Linked DNA regions of Muntiacus reevesi: region 2 is linked to region 1. Evidence: chromatin contacts called from public Hi-C data. All regions are on one chromosome and are shown on one strand. Each heading gives the region's core, a stretch centred on a gene start, on an enhancer-like site or on the middle of the called end of the contact. The rest is flanking DNA. Distances are from core to core; before and after follow the strand shown.

Region 1 (7,067 bases), core at 1,751-4,250:
TCAGGTATTAATTCATTTCTTCAGTAGATGTTATTTAGTGCCTGCTATATGGCAGGCACCCTGCTAGGTGCTTGGGATGCAAAAATAAAATTCCTGCCTATAAGGGGTGCTGTGCAGTGGGACAAACAGACACATAACTGGATAACTACAATTGTGAGCATAGTAGTTAATGAACAGAATATTATGGGATCCCAAAAGAGAGGCACTTCACCTATCTTAGAGGCCGACTCCAGGAAGGGCATAAATTACGTTAATGAAGATATGAAATTCAGTTGCCTAAATTGGGCATGGAGAGAGTGATCAAGCTTTTTAAATTAGGTAACTCTGTAAGTTAGGATAAAACCCTCAATAACCCTAAAGTAAAATATATGCCAGTTTGTAACTGATGATTCACATTGAAGGAGAGGGTCTAATATCATAAATAAGTGAACGTTAAAGTTGCAGGGCTAGCGCTGGAAGTTGTAGGGTTTACTCGAAAGTTTTTCTCCTTTTTATGTTCCTCCCTTTGTATCACAGAAAGCAAATATGAGAAATGTGCAAGTGGAGGTAAGTGGAGGTCTTAATATCCTTCTTTGTGACATGGCCCCAATATACATTGGGAGTAAATGAAGCAACTATCACTAGACTGAATGAGGAATAATACTGTTTGAGGACAGAATTTTTTTTTAAAGCTTAATTTGCAACCATTGTCTTCATATAAAATGAAAATATGAAGAAAACTCAAGGCTAATTGCACTTGAGTTTTTCTAAGTCATGAATTTAAAGAGGTCAGCATAATCTTAAATCTTCGAAAAATAAGTTTAATCTTTACAACCACTTAGTGATAACTTCCATTTTATAGCTGAAAGATTTGAAGCACAAAGTTTAAAAAAAAAACAAAACAACTTGTCTGAGATTATAGAGCTAGTAAGTAGCAGAGCAAGGATTTGAACCCAGGTCTATTGATATTTAAATCCAGTGCCTGTTACTTACCATAGCATCCTGCTGAAATAGAAACCTGTGTTGGGCCCATTGTTCTCTTGTTGTTTTGTGACCATAAACTGACCCTGGAAGGAGTAAGCTATTAGAAATAACTGGTAAAAGCATCTAAAAAAGTGGTTGATCCAGAGCAAACCCAACATTGCTCCTGGAAAATACTGATAGTACAATCTTCAAGTAATAGTCAAATTTTGACATCATGGATGCCATTTAAAGTGTAATCATTCTCATGAATATTTTGTAATATAGTCACTGAGAAGATAAAACAGAATTAAAATAACCTAGATTTAAATAAAGCATAAAATTAGATTAATAGAGGGAAGTGAAGAGCATATATGTGTAAAACAGTATAAAAGTTAACTTTAGATGTTTGCTTTTTTAAACACCAATGACTTTAAGAACATTATATTAGTTTATATATTTTTAATATTATTTCTTTTCATGTTCATATAGCATGCATTGTCCACTCACCAAGACTATAAACCCTGATACCAATTATGTATATATATTTTTTTAAGGAGTAAGCATTAAAATCATAGTCAGGAGAGGTTATCTCTCTGTCTGTTCTCATGTAGCTTAATAAATTTGAGAAAACATGTTGTGGATGTTTACATGGGATATATGAAAAAAAATTAACAATAAATTGATTTAACTTTGGTCCGTTAAATTTGGAGGAATTGGCTGGTGGGTTTAGAAGTGTATAAACATACCACTCGAGAGTGAAAAAAAGGGAAGTCTGTTGTAACTGAATAGGGGTGTGGTCTGCTCAGGCTAGAGAGCAATAGATAATAGTTTCATAAAGGGCTGATATAACCGTATGGTCTCCAGAACTGGCTATTAGAGCCCGCACATTTTCCTCACAGACATAATGTAAGTTTGTCTGTTAAAACCAGGCAACTTGGTGGGTTAGGAAAGCCACAGCCTATGGATTTGGGCATGGGCACTCTCTGCCTCCATCTAATCCTCCGGGTAACAATATACCTACAACTCCTGTAACCCTAGAGCAGTTACATGGATGCACTAAGTGGTTCGATGGGAAGGAAAGATAGCATCACAAGGATTCGTTTGATTATCATAGTAATCCACACCAAGTCAAATAAAACAGCCCAACAGTTAAAAATGTGGTCTCTAATGAATTTGCTAATTCTAGCAGGCCCTCCCAATCATTTCCTGCTAGAGTACCCCGTATCGAAATGAAGTGGCTGTGCTTTAATTTCATGGAAGAATCGTTTGATTTCCAGGAAGTTAAGACAGGGCTTTGTATTTAAATAAAAAGTTCCAGACAAGCTGTGAAATTCGAGCAAACCAAGAAAAAGGATGAAACTAAATGCCTGTTGGGTGACTCAAGATTTCAGCTGCTCTGCAAACCTGACAGTACGGGCTTAAGAGCCCAGAAAAGGGGTGTTTTAAAAGTGACTGACTGGATCATTGTCACTTTCTTATAGGAAAAGCCCTGACTTTCCAGAGATCTAAAGTGTAATGCAACCATATGTGGTTGAGAAGTTCGAATCTTGGCTGCCTTCGCCCCTCTGCACAAACAGAAACCCCGGTTTTCGGGGACCGTGATCTCATCGTGTCGCTCTCACTTTTGAAGGTCTGTTAAAAGTCTGGGGCCTCTTATCTCAACGGCTGTGGAAGTGAGTTTGGGGTGAGAAAGGGGGGGGGAGGTCTGTGGGTGTCTCTTTTGCCTGAGGAGTTGGAGACACTTGTGGAAAAGTCAGGCCCTTTTCGCTCCGGCGGCCGCTCGGGTGTGGGGCTGGCTTGGGTTAGACACATGCACACATACACCATAGAGCTCTGCTTTCCCGTAGCAGCTGCTGCCTCTGCCTCTGCCTCTCCCGCCTCAGCCTCTCTGCCCGGCACACACACACATTCAGATTTGCGCGCTGTTTCAATCCTTGATGACGTGTCCCCGGAGACAGCCAATAGCAGGCGGGCTCTGGTCAGGACAATGGGAGGTATCGGGCCAATGAGCGAGCCCCGTGAGTTGGCGGTAGCCAATAGGCGCGGCGCTGGCTGGAGAGTAATGTTACAGAGCGGAGAGAGTGAGGAGGCTGCGTCTGGCTCCCGCTCTCACAGCCATTGCAGTACATTGAGCTCCATAGAGACAGCGCCGGGGCAAGTGAGAGCCGGACGGGCACTGGGCGACTCTGTGCCTCGCGGAGGGTGAGTCCGGGGCAGCGCCGCGGCGGGGAGAGCGCCTCCGGCAGCTCCTCAGCCCGCGCGGCGGCCGGATCCCCGCGGCCGGGAGCCGGCGGGTCAGGATCCACACAAAGGCAAATGAGGGGGGACCGTGGGGGGAAACTGCGCACGGAGCGAGCCTCCCCTCGGGCGCCGGGAGCCCTGCCCCGCGCCGAAGCCCCGGCCCCCGGGGCCGCCTGAGGCGCCGCGAGCCCCGAGCCCCGCGAGTTTCCACCCCCGGCGGCGTCCGCGCTGACTGGCGCAAAAAAAAAAAAAAAAAAAAAAATTTTTTTTTCCATTAAAAAAAATTTTTTTAACGTGTTTTCGAACCCCCAGGGCCGAGCGTTCGGGCGACCGGCGTGCGCGGGGGGCGGCGGGCCGCCGGGCGGGCGGGCGGCGCTTCACGGCTGCATTGGCCGCCGCAGAGCCGGGCGCCGGCGGCGAGCGAGCGAGCGCGGGCGGGCGGGCGGGCGCTGCGGGCGGGTGGCGGCGCGGGGCCGGGGCCGGGGGCGGCGGCGCGGGGCCGGGCCCGCTGGCCTGAGCCCGAGCCTGGGGCCGGGCGCGGCGGCCGGGCGGCCGGGCGGCGGGGGGGAGCGGCGCCGCGGCGCTCGCTGGATAACATGGCTGACTCGGCCCGGCGCTGCTGGCTGGAGAGAAAACAAGGCGGGCGGGCGGGCGCGGGCGGGGGGGAAGCTGGGCGCAGCAGTTCCGAGGCAACTTTTTTTTTTTCCTCTTCTGCCAGCCCCGCGTCCCCCCGTGTGCGGGGGCGGCGGGCCGCGCGGAGGGAGACGGGGAGCGGCGGGCCGGGGGCGCCTCCCGAGGTGGAGGCCCCCCCCTCACACACAGACACCGCGGTCGGGGGAGGGGGAGGGTCCGGCCGCGCGCCCCCCGCCCCTCCCCCCGGCCGTCATGGCCGAGTGTGTGCGCCAGAGCGCGCCGCGCACCCCGCCCGCCGGCGCTCGCACTCACACTCTCGCACACTCACTCTCGCGCACACACTCACACACATACACACACAAAGGGAAGGAGCCATATTCTCTCGCTCGCCCTCGCGGCGGCGGCGGCGCAGGCGGGGAAGACGCGCAGCGGCCATTCCGTGCGCGCCGGCCCCGGCGGCCGCGGGCGGAGCCAGCCCCCATTTCGAGCGGGGCTGTTCCCTCCGCCGAGCCGACAAAATGGGGGAGGCCGGCGGGCCTGCGCGGGGCGCGGGCGCACGTGGCGGGCCCCGCGCGCGGGGAGCCGGGCCTGGAGGCCCGGTCGCCGCCCCCCCTCGCCTCGGGGGGGGGGCGGCCTCCCCGCGCGCGGCCCCGAAGTTGGCGGGCGGGCGGGAGTAGGGGGGCCCCGGTGGCGGGAAGGGGTGCGGAACCCGCCCCGCGCTGCGCCCCAACTTTTCAGGGCTTGAAAATATATATATATACACTCTCCGAGTGGGGGCGGGGGGCAGCCCGAGCCACGAGCAGGAGTGGCTTTTGTCCCTCATCCTTGTTTACTCGAAGAAACTTCAGACCGGACGTGTTTAGTCAGAACCGAAATACATCTCGGGGCCAAAACGATAGGAAGCGAGGCTGCCTGGCGGTGGCAGCCGCGCAAATAGCACCGCCACCCCCCCCACCCCACCCCCAGCCTGGGTCCGAGCTGCTGCTTCCACGGCTCCCTCCTCCCGGCAAAGTTTTGTGCCGAGAAGAGAATATTTTAAAGCAATCATGGGGAAAACTTTAGACGAGTGGGGAATCTGGCCCGTAATCCGGAAAGGTCTACTCAACTTTGGCTCTTACCTACTCCTTACGTAGCTGCATGAATCGGCAGCGTTCCTTTCTGACCTTTGGGTTTGTTGATTAATAATAGTTTTTTACATGAAAAAAAATTTTTTTAATGACCGCTTGGGTACTACATTCAAAACAGATGCAGGGAGATAGGTGACAAATACGGTATGAGCGTACCATTGTGTCCACACTTTTTTTAAGGTCCCACTGAAGGACCATTTATTGGGTTGGTGCAGACTCTTCTAGGAATTTGTTCGATCCCTGATCTTTTCTTTGATATTGTGAGGGGTTAATGCCAATGCCGTGTTTAATAACCAGTGCCATGCTGTTCATTGACTCCCCAAGAAGCTAGAGTGCACTTTGGTGCCATAAATTTCACTGTTAACATTAAACTTGTGTTTTTTTATTTTTTAAGATAAATAATTAAACATGGGCAAAGGAGATCCTAAGAAGCCGAGAGGCAAAATGTCATCATATGCATTCTTTGTGCAAACTTGCCGGGAGGAGCACAAGAAGAAGCACCCGGATGCTTCAGTCAACTTCTCAGAGTTTTCTAAGAAGTGCTCAGAGAGGTGGAAGGTAAGAGGGCTGAAAACCTACTGAGTAGGTAATAAAGGCTGAATTCCAAATTGGGTTTTTTTTTTTTTTTTTAAAGCCTCGGTACAATTTGCATAATGTGGGTGTTGATGTTGGAACAGGTTACTAAATATTTTGCAAAGGATACTGATTTTATTCATTTCCATACTTCACAACTGGTTAAAATTTTGTTAACTGATTTAAGTTTACAAATTTTTTTTTATAGACCATGTCTGCTAAAGAGAAAGGAAAATTTGAAGACATGGCAAAGGCGGACAAGGCCCGTTATGAAAGAGAAATGAAAACTTATATCCCTCCTAAAGGGGAAACAAAAAAGAAGTTCAAGGATCCCAATGCACCCAAGAGGCCTCCGTAAGTATCTTGCCTGTTTTGATTTTTCAAGAAGTATTTTATAGTAGACAAATATAGCAAGCCACCCTGTGGATCTCCATTCTGTAATCAAAGTTTCTTAGCTAACTGGTATTGGTATATTTCAATATATTTTTTTCTGTTGGGTGGCAGTGGAATGGAATTAGAGATACTGACCTCACCCAATATGTCTCCTAAATGTCATTTTGATTCTTTTTTGTTTCTTGAGAAATCATAAGAGTAATTGCAGAATGTTCATTTGGAACACTAATAAATAGTATATGTTCAACTAGTAATGTTGTAAGTTAAAATAATTGTGTAAATTAAGTTTAGTGAGGGATATTTGGCATTTTTTAACATTATACTCTGTCAAATATGTGGTAGAAATTAAAAGCTGCTTTTATATAGCAGTACAACACAGTTGTTGGTAAACTTGCAATTCTAAACTTAAATCTCTCCTTTTAGTTCGGCCTTTTTCTTGTTTTGTTCTGAGTATCGTCCAAAAATCAAAGGCGAACATCCTGGCCTGTCTATTGGTGATGTTGCAAAGAAACTGGGAGAGATGTGGAATAACACTGCTGCGGATGACAAGCAGCCTTATGAGAAGAAGGCTGCTAAGCTGAAGGAAAAGTATGAAAAGGTAAGCAGTGCGGGTTTGGTGTAGTGGTAAAAGAGTACGTTAGATGAACAACTGTACTTGGTACTGTATCTTAATTTATTATTTTGTGATTTCCAATAGGTGTGATGCAGTTTTGAGTATAGCAACTTTTCAGTGCACCATTAGCTGTAGTCTGCAAGTCCCTTTCCATCTTTCAAAGAATGTAGATCAAATAAAGTTGTTAAAGTTGTTTGACTTAACATAATTTGTCTTGGGCAAGGGCCATATACACTTAAGCTGGTTTTGTTATTCTCCAACATGTGAATTTATGAAAATTCTGGTAGTCACTTTGAGTCAAATAATGTCATTATTTTAAATGATCAGGCACACAGCATAAAAATAGGATGGCCCAAGTAATACAGATCTATATTGTTCATAAACACCCTGAAACACTTATGTTCTCTCCCTTATATTAAAAAAAAAAAAAAACTTGACTAAGTTAGAAAGTTTAAAATATTTTAATCTGTACAGTAAATTGATACAAGAAAAAGCTATAACCCCCCCTTATACTTTTAATTGAAATATTAAATAAAGTTAGATTT
Region 2 (7,067 bases), core at 2,176-4,675, 470 kb after region 1:
AGGCTAGACATAATTGCAACTCCTGTGTAAGGGTCTCCTCAGGAGTGAAAACAGGCCAGCCACGTGTTCGCCTGTTCCCTTGCCTTAGACAATTTAACTCTTTTTTTCACATCCCAAAAAATGTATTCATAGCACAGTTCTTAAATCTACAAACACACATAGTATATTCATTCTGTTCTGGAAAGAGTAAAGACTAAAGGTGGGGGAACTTCCCTCATGGTCCAAGGGCTAAGACTCTGTGCTCCCAATGCAGAGGACCTGGGTTTGATCCTTGGTCAGGAACTAGATCCTTCGTGCTGCAACTAAGACCCGGTATAGTCAATTATATATATATGACTAAAAGGGGAAAGTCCATTACTAAACCAGTAACTATCAAATTATCTCCTGTTTCAGAGAAAAAGTCCTTGATCTTTTATTATGGTAGGAAAGTAGCATTTATTGAGGACACTTCTATTGATAGTTTTCACATTGGCATTAGGGGGCTTCATATAGTTTTCTCATGAGAAAGAAACGCAGTATACTTTTACAAAGTAAAACATCAAACTCACTCTTACACTGGAACCAAAGAAGACCGGGTCAGCCTTGGGCAACATTGGATGGAGGTGGCAAAAGGGCTGGTGGTTGCCAACAGCTGGAGGGAAGGGGAATGGGAGGTTGTTCATTGATTTGGAGTTTCAGTCTCACAAGATGAAAGCGTTCTGTGGATGTATGGTAGTGAGTATAGTACAACAAAGGGAATGTTAATACCACTGAATTGTGTGCCCCAAAAAGGTTAAGAGGTAAATTTTATATTATGTATATTTAACTGTAATTTTAAAAATAAAAAATAAATTCATCCACATAAAGTGTGAAATTCAATGGCTTATAGTGTATCTACTCTAGAATTATGCAGCCATTGCCATAATCTAATTTTAGAATATTTCCACCACACTCGGCTCCACCCCACCCCACCTCCAAAAAAAAAAAAAAACCCTTATACATGTGAGCAGTCACTTGGGAGAGATATTTTTAACAGATCATGGGTGTCATGTGTTATTCTTCCGGAACTTGATTTCATAGACTCTTAGAAGCGGCTTAGAGACTTTTAGTCCAATATCTGCAGATGAAGAAATTGAGGCTCAGAGAAGCAAAGCATCTTGGCAAAGGTCACACAGCAAATTCATTGGCAGATGCAAGGCTTCTGATTTCCCATGGAGTTGCTTTTACCAATACAAAAATGCTGTGTCATTCACTTTCTTTAGATTGTTGCTGACAGTAGATTTGAGGGTATCAAAAAGATGCTACCCTTTTCTATTGTGGACACAGGGGCTCTTTCTCCAGCCTCTCATCTTACCCACCTGAATCGGGAAGTACAGAGTAGACAGGAGCGTGCAAAAATCTGTGGTGGTGTCCGGTCATGCTTCCTTATGCCTTAACAGTATTAGGGAAGAGCTATAATGAATTTTATGGAGAATAATGTCGCAGCCTCTCTTAGAAGAATGATTAGAAACACAGCCAGGTGCGGGGACTTTACTTTTGAAAGATGTTGCGTTTTGCTGTGGCAGCAAACAGAGCACCTTGTGTCAGAGATGCCAAGGTTTTGGGCTGGCGGCGGAGGTTATTACCTCTCTTATCATTGTATGATTATTGGGAAAGAGCAGAGCAAGTGTGTTGAGGCTTGAATACATCCTGCTGTCTTCTCCTTCTTGTCTTTCTACTTTCAGACTTAGCAGAGCCTTGGCCAGGGCAGCAGCTGGTTGAAAGTTGGGATTTGGAGTGGGGTGGAGGACGAACTTGGTGAGCATCTTGAAGCACCTTTGGCAGTCCTTATTTCCTAGAGGGCTGGTGGAGAGGGCGCTGAGGTTGCTACATGTGGGAAATGTGGCCAGGGAGACTCACACAGCTACAGACTTAGACATATCTAGATCAAGTCCTGAAATCTACTCCAGGCAAGGTTTGGGTCTCTTTTGTCTTCTGCCCTTTGGTCTTTCTGGGAATTTGAACTACCCTCCTCTTTCCTGGTTACCACCCTAACTCACCCCAGGATGATGTACACCCCCGGGAGTGTCTGGAATTTCTCCAGCCAGGCTATTCAAGAGGTAGGTACTCTAAACTTCCTGAGGGTTTCCATCATGATAGACACACCTGACTGGAGAGATTGCTGGGAGAATGACACAGGCTCCTAGCCAATGGAGGACACTGCCTGGATTAGTCATCTATTAAACTTCCGGTGCCGAGGGCCTGGAGGGTTTGCTGAATGAATAAGTAGTAACATTTCACATCAAACGATGCATATTATTTACAAAGTGATTTACTTCCCATGCATGGACTCATCCTCACAACTGCCCCTACTTGACCCCTGGAAGGTAGGCAAGACTGTTTCACAGATGAGGTCACAGAGCTGGAGGTTGGAGAGGTGGCTTTCAGATACTTAAGTCTGTTGGCATTTTTATACAGGTATCTTATCGAGATGACCTTTCCTAAAACACTCAGAGAACTAAGAGAGATATGAGTCAGATAGACATTTGCGGTCTCTGCATTTCGTTCCTAAATCTAGGGTAGACATATTCTTCATCTAAGTCTCTAACTGATGGTATTATTTTCTGTTGTTTGCTAATCACTGCAGGTGATAAGTTTTCAAAAACATTCTGAGTTAAGTGGGATTTCAGAGTTAGCCTGGTAAAGTCGTGTCACCCCACGTGGTTTGGCATAGGTAGCTGTTTCCTGATAGAGATTTTGCATCATACACTATTGTATCTAATACAGTTTTTGGTTCACACACTACTGTCTTGAATGTAGTTTTGGGTAATTTCAATTAACTGGATTGTAGTTTTATGGCCCTGGGTCGTCAAGAAACACATGTTCAAACATTCTCCCTGCTTAATGATATCCTTACTCTTGCTGAACTTCTAGGACCTTATTGGAAATCAATGATTGCTTCTGATCCTCCAAATGTATTGTTGAGGAGAGACCTAGATGAAATCACTAGATGAAATGCTTTGAGATTGCAGGATGTGGAGAGCGCGCTGTCGTTAAAATGAATGATTCTGCTTGGAGGTAAACCATGTTTTAAGCCTGCGAGTATATTGTGCATGAGGGAATTTCTCTGTGCAGAATCATTCCCCCCACCCAGTAATTCGCAGGATCACAGCCCTCCTGGCAGCAGGTATCTCCCTAAACTCCTGGGCAGTCGCCGGGCTAGAGCGAGCTTTCCTCTCCTAGCAACTGTTGCTAAGAGGGGCGTGGCCTCCGAGTCCGGCTAGAACGCGTTTGGTGTCCCGCTCCCCACCCCCACCCCCACCGCGTAGACTACATTTCCCGTGATGCTCCAGGGTGGTCTCCGTAGTGACGCACTCGGTGTTCGCGGAAAGGGGGGTGGTGGGGAGAAGGAGGGCGGGGGCGGTGGTTGCGAGGAAGGTAGTGGGGGGGGGCGCCGTGCTCTCCGTGGGCCCCCGGCTCGCGCTCCAGCAGCTGCTGCCGCCGCCGCCATGTTGGCTTGAGGGGTGATGACAGGAGGCGGCTGCGGCGTCGGGGACTGAAAAGTGGAGGAGGAGGAGGCAGAGGGACGGAGTTCTGAGAGGCAAAGGTTCCCGGGCTGAGGAGAGGAAGGACCCAGCCTCTTCCGGGGTCCGGCCGAAGTCGGCTTCGCAGGGAGCTCGCGAGGCCGGGGAGGGGAGCGGAAGGCGGAGACGGTGGGGGGGAGGCGCAGGCGGAGGAGGCGGGAGAGAAGCGCTGGGAAGCCGGAGACGATGCGCCCCGAGCCCCGCGGCTGCCCGGAGGCGCCCGCGGCCTGAGCCCCGACGGGCCGTGGGGGTCTCGCTCCTGGCGGACCGAGCGCCCCGCGCTCCCCCCCCACCCCCAACCCCCCGCTCGCCGCCCCGGGCTCTCCGGCCCGGGCTAGCGCTTCGGCTGCCAACGAGTTAAATGCCCTTGAGCGCGGGTTTCCGCGGCCCCGGCCGCGCGAGTTGAGAGCCGTTTGCCCGCGCCGGTCGCCGGGGACACGTCCATGTGTAGCCACATAAGTTCTCTGTGTGCCGCGGCGCCCGGGTATCCTCCCGCTTCATGAGGACTCGACTCGGGAGCGGGTGTGAATCACGGCGGGGCTGGGAAAGGAGGAAGGCGATTTAACCCCCTCCCACCCTGCTCCATGTCCGTGTGTCACTCGGCTCGGTCCACCTGGCGCGGCCGGTCCTGGCGCTGCTGCTGCCGCTGCTGCTGACTTCAGAGACCCGGGAGTTGCTCCGCTCCGGCCACAGCTCTGCCGGCGATTGTTCGTCTGCGCCCGGCCAGGCCGGCACTTCGGCTCGGAAAGAACTTACTGTTTTATTTTTAAAAATTATTTTTGGAGAGCACGTCTCGAACTAATTAAGATCTTGAAGATTGATTTCTGTTAACTCGAAGACTTCTCTTTTTTTAAATTTGTTGTCTTTAAAAAAAATTTTTTTTTTCTTTGCGTAAACATCTGGGTATATGTCAAACGGCAAGATGTCCAGTAATGTCCCGGCGGATATGGTAAGTGAAGGATTAAGAGTTAACGACAGCCTTTGATTTAATTGTGGTTTCCAATCTCGTTTAATCAGAAAGGATGCAGGCGTAGGGTGAAGGTTTGCGGGGTGGGGGTGGGGGTGGGGAAGCCACGGTGCTGGGAGATTGTGGAAGAAGTTGGAGGGTCTGGTGTCGCTCTCGTTGAAAGCGCTGCTTTTAATATGGATCTTCTCACTTGGTTGCGTTTTCTAAATGGTTAAAGACAATGGAGAAGTTGGGAACATGTAGCAAGGTGCCTTGAAGTGGAGAAAAATCTCTTCCGCTTTGCTAGAAGCCTCTGAATACTTGTGTCTGAAAGCTTCTGAAAACGACAGAGCTGAGGCCGGGTGTCCCTGCTAGACACAGAGGTGGGCAGGAAATCGGGGATCTTGCCCTGTGACACTGGTCATGGATGCAGTAGGTGCAAGCCGGGTATTTCCAAGAAGTGGGGACGTCTTATCTCTTAGGAACTCGGCCAGGATTTGCTGTGAGCTTTTTCGAAACGTTTGGGAGAACAAGTACGGCGACAGAAATAGACGTTTTGGAATGTTCACAAATCCAGGCTGACTGTATTTTGGTACTTTTAATGAATATTCCAGGACTTTTAGTACCAAATACTTGGTATGACATCACTGGGCTTTTAAAGGCTAGTAAAACATTATTGATTGAACCGTGATCCTGGAATGTTAAGAACTGGAAACCAAAGTACTCTTGTTTACTGACGCTTTTCTTTTTGTTCATGAAGAAGGTTAAGCTTATGAGACTGTTGATTAACAGGAACCATGTAGGCTTACAGCGCTGGGAAGGTGGGTTTGTGTGAGGTGAAATTACTGTTTGCTGTTCTGGGGACAAACGTAATGTAATTAACAGGAAGGAGAATAATCTCCTTTATGAAAGAATTGAAGTTAACATAGTTATGCTCATATATATGAAGTTAACATTTGAGCATTTGTATATTTCAGTGAAAAAACAAAATTGAACTGTTGTTGAGGATTAAATTTTAAAATGTCAGATGTTTCAGTTAGAATGAACCCCATTTACGGGCTGTAAAATTAAATTAAATGGCTCTAAATGGCATATTTTGACCTTGATTTAAAGACATTTTGCTTGTGTTTGATTTCCCTTTCAGTGCACTGTTTAAATGCAGAGGAACCACAATATTCTGTCTCCTGGGTGGCCACAGAGCAACCCAACACTCTCCTTCCTGAGTCTTAAAACTCGAGCCCTGTCCTTTTAGTTTTCCTTTCCCTTACACACCGGAGCATAGTCTCCTGCCGGCTTAAGGCTAGCCAGACTGATTTCCTTCACCCTGTTGGTGAAGTTGCCTAGGTAGGTCTCTGGATGGAGCAGGAAAACCCTCTTTCCCCGATGGATACTCTGGACTCATACCCTCCAGCAAAGACTTGCTCTCTGGCTAAAACCTCCATCTTAAATCATCATGCACACTGTGCGATATGATCACCTTACGTACTATATGTCTGTCACAGAAGTTGTCGTGCAATAGATCTGTGAGATTAAAACAGTGCAACAACTTTCTTTATTTAGGCCCAGTGACGAGAAGGAGCTGAATGTGCGTAGCTTCACTCGCAAATTGGGGTGCTTTGGAGAATACCGTTTCCAAGTCAGAGAGGAGGTTTGGAAGCTAGTGTTCGGATCGGGGTGCCGGGAAGGGATGGCAAGGTTGTATTAATAGCTGTAGTTATCAAATACAACTGTTTCTGTTCTGGACTGTATTTTAAGGCCTTGATGATTCTGTGGTGCTTTGAGATCCCTTGATTAAAGGTGATAGGCAAGGGCAAAGCAGTATTATGTAATAAACATATAATTCCTTGGTGATGCCGTTTCAGAGTGTGTCTAAGGTACAGCTCAGATTAGATGATTCTGAATAATTTTTATGTTTCATTTTCTAGCCATACAACTCGCTGGAGGCCTTCAGGATTTTTTTTTCCAGCATTAAAACCTTTTAAACCGTCATTTGCTATTACTCATTTTGCATTTTTGTTTAAGAAGTGTCTTCCTTTTATATGTACCTAGAATTACAGCTTTTTGAAATATAACATGATAAATACCGGTTAGAGGTCGTGGACTCAATACTTCGTGTTTGTTAAAGTTTTCATTATCAATAATTGACAATCTGCACTGACATTCTGACTTAAAGTGAGGAAAATGCCACCACTCTTGAAAAGCATCAGCCTTCTCAGCCCCACCTCTCCACAATCTGATACGTCCCTTGAAGCATAACTCTAAATTGATTGGGATGCATATTCTTGCAAGTATGAATACATACATTTGCTAGATGCAGTAAGCATTTTACGTTTCTCCTTGGTGACAGTGTGTGCTATTTAGAAACAAATGTTGTGCTTTTTCACCTGTTAATGGTGCTTGTCAACTGTATAGGAAAATCTTATTTCGGAGAAGAGGTGGAACAGTGAAATTATAATAAACCCTGTCATGGTTTCAATAGAGATAGTTCAATTCTTGAGTTCTAATAATTGCTAAAGCAGTTGATGTTTTTGGTAAAGTCTCCTGATAGCAATTATTGTGACTCACTTTTTAAAATCGAT

What was found. Hi-C and Micro-C count contacts between places; a contact is called where the count stands out from the background.
Region 2: a Hi-C map of muscle shows a contact between it and region 1, with 6 times the contacts expected there. The contact joins the promoter of UBL3 here to the promoter of HMGB1 in region 1. A contact is called at or near these places in 2 of 3 Hi-C or Micro-C datasets (blood and muscle).

Annotation. Positions count from the first base shown.
Region 1 is chr11:28,475,940-28,483,006 of mMunRee1.1, forward strand. It overlaps HMGB1 (high mobility group box 1), which reads left to right and starts at 3,001. Exons shown (of 5, transcript XM_065901895.1): 1 at 3,001-3,144; 2 at 5,338-5,501; 3 at 5,725-5,870; 4 at 6,333-6,507. The coding sequence starts at 5,352. LOC136144299 (a long non-coding RNA gene) reads left to right here. Exons shown (of 3, transcript XR_010658521.1): 3 at 2,424-2,609.
Region 2 is chr11:28,942,561-28,949,627 of mMunRee1.1, forward strand. UBL3 (ubiquitin like 3) reads left to right here and starts at 3,426. Exons shown (of 5, transcript XM_065901714.1): 1 at 3,426-4,491. The coding sequence starts at 4,450.